Regions from separate parts of the Zea mays genome. Here region 1 is linked to region 2. A link is a contact called in public Hi-C data. All regions are on one chromosome and are shown on one strand. The core of a region is the stretch at or near the end of the contact, and the rest is flanking DNA. Distances in the headings are between cores, read along the strand shown.

Region 1 (4,234 bases), core at 1,325-3,824, 180 kb before region 2:
CTCATTTGATTATTACCTCTTCATGATGAGCAGTAGAGCAAGCGCTATTTGGCAATTCTAGTAGAGGTTTCTGGCTGCAATACAGAAGTGACTACAGAATCAGCTGACATACCAAATCCATGCTTAGCAACATCAAACAGAATCTATATAGCTAATGGCATAAATAATATGCAACGGATAGTGAAATACTTTGAACCACCAGTAGCTTGCTCTCCAGTTTCCAACATGGGGATGCTTTCCACTGCCTTATTTAGTGAGCGCGTCTCAGTAAGAATGCAACGCTGTACAAAAAATTGCAACATCGCTTCAAGTCTCCAATACGCATTAACAGATAATAACAGAAAAGAACCAAGACTTCTATAAATATATCAGACATAACATTCCGAGGTGTTACCCTACTAGGATGTCATAAAAAGCTAGCGGACATAAGAAGCAACTGATAAACAAGTGCATGACGGATACTTCGTCCATTAAGGTACGTAGCACCAGAAGCAGTATAACATTTGCAGGTTTGAACAAAGAGCGTATTCCTTAGAGATGTATGTAATTCTTTCACGCTACTTAAGAGTTAATACCAATAACGGATAAAAGAAGGCAACATCACTACTTTCCAAAATGCTTAGCGCGTTGATTTTGTCGGTAGTATATACCCAACTGCTGCTTACTGCACTGATTCCATCAGCAGCATAAATACAGAGCTGACTTGTTTGAATCTCAGATTTTAGAAAAGGGGTGGCAGCTCCAACCTCTAAAACAACATCAGACTGATGGGATCCAATCTTCAATCCATCTCCCTCCAATATCACCTCAATTTCATGCAAGTCAGAAGAGTGACCTCCCAAGACCTCACTAGCAACAACATTTGAAGCTTCCTGGTTGGGTTGTTCCGGTGCATTACTTTCTTCATGCACCAAAACAGCACCATCTCCTTCCGGTTGCACCTCAGAAGCTTTTTCCTCATCCTCCCTGAGGGTAGCAAGCACTGCATTACAAAATTTACAGATAGCAGTCTTTAGTATTTGGATGAAAACTAAGCATCAGCATCCAGGGGAACAGAGGTGGTAGAAATCATCATCCTGAAATTGCTATGCCAAAATCTGATCGCTAAGAAGCTATAAGCCCTCTTGGAATGACATTATGACAATGGAAGGATGATTAAGCAAGAGTGATATGCATGGAGTACTATGATATCGGTTGGGTTTTAGAAGGCTCAGCGCACTAAGGATGCTTCAAGACATTGCGCTCAACAATAAAGAAGACTAAAAGGGTGCAGTTCTTTTTAAGTAATAATATTGAGCATTTTAAAGCAATCTGACAAGTGGAATGTTTGCAACAGAGAAAGTAAGTAATGAGCTGGATTAGCGAGACTTCAAAAAAATACCCATCGTGCAAAAAAACCATTAATTCAATGAAATGGCATGGCATCATGTACCAGATTCTTCTCCTATATTGAAGAGTGCAATGTAGCTCTTCGCATGCAGGAGCCTTTTCTGCTTCTTGGACGGTGTAGAGGCAGTCAGAGCATCATCTTGGGTTTTTCTTTTGGTGGAGGCGGGCGTTGAGGTTTCATTAGGTTCTTGTTTTGAAGGAGAAGGTGAAACACTTGTGTTCCTAACTCTGGAGGGCTTTTTTGTTGAGTCTTTGGGGTTGTTTGGCAAGGGTGTGGATTTGGGGGTAGCAATTGCAGTGGCATCCTTGGTGGGCGTTTTAGCAGATCTGTGAAGGGGTGGTGTGTCAGCAAGTCTAGATTTGTGCTTTCCTTTGTTTTCTCGAGTGGACCTCCTGAGGTTTGGTGTGTGAGCACTGGCAGCTGCGGTGTTCCTGGTCTCCCTTCCATCGGCAAGCTTCCTTGTGGCAGTTGCAGAAGCAGCAGCTGGAGGAGAAGAAGGGGGGGGAGGGGCATCTCCTCCTCCTCCTGACCGGGTATTAGCCATGGATCAGTAGTAGCAGCAGCAGATCAACACCTGGGTCAGTTCAACCGTTTGTTCCTCCGAGGTGCGAATCACGCCCCCGCCCGCGGCACCGGCAGCGAACTCGTCCCCCAAAATCGCCGGCGAGCCCGAACCCCAACAACCCGAGGCCACTACCTCTGCGAGCGCGCGATCAGTCGTCAGAAAGAAATCTGTGTAAGTAGCAGGGTAGTCTGAGGAAGAGCAGGGGAGCGGAAGGAAAACGAAAGAGAAGCATGGATTACTTACCAGCCACGCTCCACCGGCAATGGGTTGAGAAGAAGAGATTTGTGGGTCCTGGAATCCGCTGCACCAGCTACCCTAGCTAGGGCTTGGCAGGGACGGGAGTGCTTGCACGGCGCTGGAGGAGGAAGGTCAGCAGGAGGCGGCCCGGCACGGCCCTGCCGAAACCCTATTCTACCTCCCCCTCCCTGACCGCCTCGTCTGATCGTCTCGCGAACACGAGGGGTTTTGCGGGTGAGGAGGCGGAGTCGACCCCACCGACCAAAGGAAGACGGAGAAAGGCGTGATCGGATGGTGTGCTCTCTCCTCTCTGTGGCTCTTCGCTCACTCAGACTGGAGTCAGTCTAAAAATAACTTTTAGTACCTAATCTTTAGTCCCCTCAATGGGTGTTGGTTAGAGGGATTAAAGATTAGTCTGTAGTTTTTAGTCCTATTTAGTCTTTTTTAGTTAAACACTAGGACTAAAATATAGACTAAAATGATTTAGTCTTTAGGGGGTGTTTGGTTAGAGGGACTAAAGATTAGTCTCTAGTTTTTAGTCTCATTTAGTCCCTTTTTAGTCAAACACTAGGATTAAAATATGAACTAAAATGATTTAGTCTTTAGTCCTTCACATATGTGCTAAAAGGGACTAAACCATATTAATTCCACATTTACCCTTTGTTTAGTTCAATTGTACTAATAGCAGGAGAATGTTAAAGGTCATTTTAGTCTTCTTATGAGTCATTTAGTATATTTTTACTATTTTTAGCCCCTAGAACCAAACATGTTAGAGACTAAACTTTAGTCCCTAGACTAAAGAAACCAAACATGGCCTTAGTCCTTCACATATGTGCTAAAAAGGACTAAACCATATTAATTCCACATTTACCCCTCATTTAGTTCAATTGTACTAATAGCAGGAGAATGTTAAAGGTCATTTTAGTCTTCTTATGAGTCATTTAGTATATTCTTACTATTTTTAGCCTCTAAAACCAAACATGTTAGGGACTAAACTTTAGTCCTCTAACTAAACTTTAGTCCCTAGACTAAAGAAACCAAATATGGCCTGACTCCAACACGAAGTCATTTTAGCCATTCATGTATTTTGCTTGTTATAGTCATGTTTGAAAATTAAACCAGTTTTTATTTTTTATCTAGAATAGGCTAACTTCTTAGTTTTTAAGAAACGGGGAATCCAGTTTCTATAAACTAAGATATAAACTAGTTTATTTAGAACCAGTTCAATTTTTATAAACTAGTTTCTTAAAAACTGAGTGCATACATTAAATTGTTATGGTTGTTACAGGTAGTTTAGCTAGTCATATAAATTTAGTGTATTCAACAAAAAATCATTTTACCATCTAGTATCGGGTCGGTGGTGAATGGTGGAGTTACTCTGTCATTGAGACACATATTAAAATGGTTGCCCCCTTTCTATACCATTCATTTTAGCTTTCCTTTCTCACCTCATCCAAAATGATTGTTCTTTTTACCTGTCCTGTTGGATAAACACTACCGTACCTATATAACATCTAGTTTAGCTTTGGATGTCCTTTAGTTGTCCTGTTGGAGCCAGGGCTCAGAGGCTAACCAACCTATGTTATGCTAATTACTAGCTATTATAGCGCCACGTAGCCCTTGAATTCGTAGTCGTCCGATAGATTACCAACGAACACGCGACCGTTTCCGTACACCCTTCCAACAGGCCGGTGTATCCATTTAGAGCAAGTTTAATAATTGCCAATGAACATGCGACTGTTTCCGTACACCCTTCCAGTGGCACTGTGTATCCATTTAGAGCAAGTTTAATAGTATAGCCAACTATTGGCTATAGGACCTTTGCAATCTACCTTATAGTTGTAATGTACAATTGTTACCCATTTGCAATCAATATATGGTTCACTTTGTAGGATCTAGGACACTGGCTAGATGGGGTGAATAGACGGTTGACTAAAATCAAAGACACTAGAGAAATTTAATCAATACGACAAAAGATATAAATTCTCTAGCTAGTAGAAGGATGCAACTAATGGGAAACTAACGATATCAAAGTTAAAAAT
Region 2 (4,851 bases), core at 1,894-4,393:
AAGTTTAAGTTTATAAATTTCAGGTTTTGTCTATTCACCCCCCTCTAGGCGACTTACAATTGGTATCAGAGCCAGTGCTTCATTAAAAGTCTAACAAACTCGAAGTGATGTCTGGAGATCACGTCAAGAGGGAGATTGTCATGGGCGACAAAGCCATGGGCTCGGGAAGGACTCTATCAAGGGAGTCTGGCGACAAATACAAGGAGGAATCCTCTTCCTCCATCAAGTCACATATTAAGGGTGATAAGAAGAAAAAAATGAAGAAGGTGGTCTACTACGAGAACGACTCTTCATCACCTTCCACATCCGGCGCTGAGTCTACAACTTCGACACGCCACGATCGTAAGAAGTATGGCGCACGAAGGGGACAAGGTGACCAAGATCACCAAGCGGGAGACGATCGAGGGCGAGCTCGGTTGATTCGTCCTCAACAAAGGAGAAGAGCCGCAAGCGATGTACAATCGACTCAAAACAATGGTGAATCAAATGTGCAACCTCGGGAGCACCAAGTGGGATGACCATGAAATGGTCAAGGTTATTCTAAGATCTCTTGTTTTTCACAATCCCACTCAAGTTCAATTAATCCGTGGAGATCCTAGATACAAACAGATGTCTCCTAAGGAGGTGATTGGCAAGTTTGTGAGCTTTGAACTCATGATCAAAGACTCCAAACATATTGTCAACTTGGAGCAAGGTGCCACCTCTACACCCGAGGTGCAACCCGTTGCATTGAAGGCAACAGAAGAAAAGAAGGAGGAGTCTACACCAAGTAGACTTCCAATCAATGCCTCCAAGCTCGACAACGAGGAGATGGCTCTTATCATTAAGAGCTTTCAGCAAATCCTCAAACAAAGGAAGGGAAGGACTACAAGCCCCGTTTCAGGAGGGTGTGCTACAGGTGTGGTAAGTCCAGTCACTTTATAGCTAAATGTCCAAATACAAGTGACAATGATAGGGATGGAGACAAAAGGGGGAAGAAGAAAATGGAAAAGAAAAAGTATTACAAGAAGAAAGGTGGCGAGGCGCACATGGACCGGGAATTGGACTCCGACGAGAGCTCCACCGATTCCTTCTCCGACGAGGACGCTGCCAACATCGCCATCAACAAGGGACTTCTCTTCCCCAACGTCGGCCACAAGTGTCTCATGGCTAAGGATGGCAAGAAGAAGAAGGTACATTCTAGAGTCACCCCCAAATACACTACATCTGATGATGAGGGTAGCTTTAGTGATAATGAATATGATTTAGTTTCTCTCTTTGCCAACCTTACCATGGACCAAAAGAAAAAAAAATTAGATGAATTAATAGAAACCATTAACGAGAAGGATGATCTCTTGGAATGCCAAGAGGACTTGCTCGTTAAGGAAAATAAATTTTTTGTTAAGTTGAAAAATGCTTATGCTCTAGAAGTAGAAAAATGTGAAAACTTATCTAAGGAGTTTAGCATTTGTAACGATTCAATTTCATGTCTTAGAGATTAGAATGCTAGTCTAAATGCTAAGATTGATGAATTGAATGTTTGCAAAACCTCTACATCTACTATTGAGCATATTACTATTTGCACTAGATGTAGAGATGTTAATATTGAAGCTATTGATGATCACCTTGCCATGATTAAAGAACAAAATGATCACATAGCTAAATTAATTGCTAAAATTGCCGAGCATGAGCTAGAAAATGAAAATTTTAAATTTGCTAGAAGCATGCTCTATAATGGGAGACACCCTGACGTTAAGGATGGTATTGGTTTCCAACAAGGAAGCCAAAGCAACACCAAACTTAATGCCCACAAGAAACTATCTAATTTTGTTAAGGGTAAGGCTCCCATGGTTCAGGATAGAGAGGGCTACATTTTATATCCTGCAAACTATCCTGAGCATAAGATTAGGAAAATCCATGCTAGAAAACCTCACAATGTTTCTCATCATGCTTTTATGTATAGAAATGAGGATTCTAGGTCTAGGCATACCACTCATATCAAAATGCCTAAGAGGAAGATTCCTACTGCATCAAATGAGCATAACATTTTATTTAAAACTTTTGATGCTTCTTATGTGCTGTAACACCCTGATTTTCGCCGCTAAGTAAAATCTTGTTTTATTTCGCAATCATCTTAATATATTAATTTTACACGCATGATGTTAGTAAACACGTGACTAGGTCATCTTCGCCTATCGCGATTTTAATATCGCATCTGTTTCTGTCTATTTAGACTCTTCCTAAGTCTTCGCGAAATTCGGAACGTAATTGTTCCAAAAATTTGCGAGTCCTGTGCCTAATTAAAATCTAACAAGTTTGGTGCCGTTTTCATTTCGGTAATTTAAACAGCTAAAAAGGGTTCATGAAGCTTTTGGATTATCGAATCTTCGTCGCTGGCGAACTTTGAACTGTTCGAATCACGCGCGTAAGTGAATACGAAAATCGGAAGACTTCTGATTTTATGCACAATTTGGAGCCCGTGCTGTCTGAACAGAACGATGCGCTAGCTGATTAAGTGAATCGTTTCTCTCAGCATGTGATCGTTGGCGTCAGATCAAATGATCGATCACTGGTGAGGATCGTAAAAATTAGACGGAGCTAAACAACAGTCTCTCCGTCTTAATCTATTTCGTATGTCGCGAGTTCGACATCGTTTTTTATTTATCCGGGCTCTTCCTAAATTTTCGTGTTGTTCGAAACATAGTCGTTCCGAAAATCGGTGCGTCCGGTGATTATTTAACATACATCGCTCGCGCGAATACGAATTCAGAAGCTTTACCTACTCCTACAATTTTATCCCGGACAAATTAGTTTGAACTCGACGACTAAAATGTTCGGGGCAAAATAATTTGAATCGTGCAGTGTCTGAGAGAAATCGTGCGCGAGGTCGATAATCAGGGAATTATAATTGAGATCTGATTATCACATAAATTGCCCGTAACCATGGAATCAGATGTTCAGACCGCAGGTAACTTTATCAGATTTCGAATCGAATTAAACTGTGTCACAAGAACTGTCGACCCTTTTGTTATCGCTAAAAATCTCGATCCAAAAATATCTGTGATTTTCCATTATAAAAAAAAAGAGAAAGAAATAAAAAAGAGAGAAAAATATCATCGCTCTTTCCTATCAGCTGCAGCCGTTCTCCCTGATTTTTTCCACCGCCCATGGGCCTGGATATTTTTTTTCTCAGCTCTATCCTTTGCCGTGCGTGCCTGGCCAGCTCGTGGAAAAATCTCGCCGCCGCCTCCATTCTCCTTTTTCTCGCAGCGCCGCGGCTTCCCTCCCCCTGAGCTCCCTCAGCCATGACGCGTCTTCCTCCCTGCACACGTCCTTCTGCTCGATCCCAAGCTTCCTGTGCGCGCGCTACTCTTCCTTCCCATGTTACTGCGCGCTCTACCTTCCCTCCCATGGCGTCCATCTCCCTATGCTTGCCCCTTCCCCTGCTTCTCCTCCGTGGAGCTCCATCTCCTTGCGCGGCACTCCCTCCAGCTCCTTCCTCTCCCTCTCGGTTCTCTGTTGGCCGGTGCTCTACTCCTCCCATCCACGACGTGGGTTCTGCTCCCTCTGCTCGGAGTCTCCTACGCGCAGCTCGCCAGGCTCTCCCTCTCTCATGGCGAGCGCCTGTGCTCCCTCCACCCTGCTCGCATGGCCGCGCCGGCTCCCTCCAGTCGGCCGCGCGCCCAGCCAAAGTCCCCTGCGCGCAGCTCGCGCCCTGCTCGCCCCTCTTCTCGCCGAGTACTTTCCCCATAAAATTTGCTCGACCACGGTCTCGTCAAACCGTGAAGCTTCCTCGCCGTGTGCTCTGGCATCGGCTGTCGCCAATTTTGCCATAAAGTTCACGAGCACTCCTTGCTCAGTTTGTTTCGCAGTGGGCTATTTCTCCACATTTCAATTCCGTGCTGCTTGCCCCGTGTGCGCTCGCTCCAGACTCGATCTCGTCGTCATTCCGTGTGTCATCAAGAAATCCCAAGAATCGGGCGGATTCGTGTCAGTTGTTGGAACGGTAAGCTGATTTGCTATTTTTATTTTCTGATTTGATGAATGGATTGGTTGAATTAGTTGTCCGTAAAGAGTGTTTTATTCTTAGCACGGGTGCGTTGTCGAGGTATTAGATGTATGTCGTGATGCCTCGCTTCATGCATCAATGGAGTCTGTACATACGTATGAAGTGGTCGTGTCACGCGAAACTCAAAGTTTAAAACGCTTATTGTGTGAGGAGTGGCTAATTGAATAATAAGTCTAGTGTCTCTCTCATATAGCTGATAAATACGACCGTGGTTATATTAAATGATTATTAAAATGCATCGCAGGTAGTATGTAGTGGGTGCATATGTCGAATAGGTTTAAATTGGCTCTTTGCTGAGAAGTGAGGAGAATTAATAGCGTGAAGAATTGATTTATTAATCCAAACGATTATCCGATAAGGCTGTCATCGTTGATTTGGTAGGATATTTTGGTAATCAAACCTGAAATGTTTGATTAATTGTTAACATGTAAAATATATGAGGTGTGAAATAAAATTAAATAATTCTTTGTGAGCGATGGGGTATAATTTATAAAGAGGGGGATAAGTTTAGAATTTAATTAATTAGCTGATAAGTTGTGTTTAGGCTAAGTGTATTAAAGGTGTATAGTTTGTTGCTCGTAATGTTTGCGTTAGGTTCGTTTAATCTAGAGAAGCGTAAATATTGCGCTTAGTCGTACGTCGATAACTAGTGTTTTCGTATGAAAATAGTACGACACTTCATCACTAAGTGTTTAATTCTTGCCGGTGTAGCACTATTTAGATCTATGCTATTCCTGTCTATATGCATTCATGTGCATAATGCATTTCATTCAGGTACGTGAATTAACCACGTGATGCGGAGA

What was found. A called contact is a pair of places that touch in the nucleus more often than the background predicts.
Region 1: a contact with region 2 is called in a Hi-C map of tassel, with 4 times the contacts expected there. The contact joins the promoter of LOC103638205 here to the promoter of LOC103638202 in region 2. A contact is called at or near these places in 2 of 25 Hi-C or Micro-C datasets (ear and tassel).

What each region holds. Positions count from the first base shown.
Region 1 is chr9:32,129,185-32,133,418 of Zm-B73-REFERENCE-NAM-5.0, reverse strand. It overlaps LOC103638205 (Helicase protein MOM1), which reads right to left and starts at 2,574. Exons shown (of 21, transcript XM_008661197.4): 1 at 2,199-2,574; 2 at 1,433-2,089; 3 at 747-982; 4 at 190-281; 5 at 17-74. The coding sequence starts at 1,934.
Region 2 is chr9:31,950,905-31,955,755 of Zm-B73-REFERENCE-NAM-5.0, reverse strand. LOC103638202 reads left to right here and starts at 3,143. Exons shown (of 3, transcript XR_558619.3): 1 at 3,143-3,985; 2 at 4,823-4,851.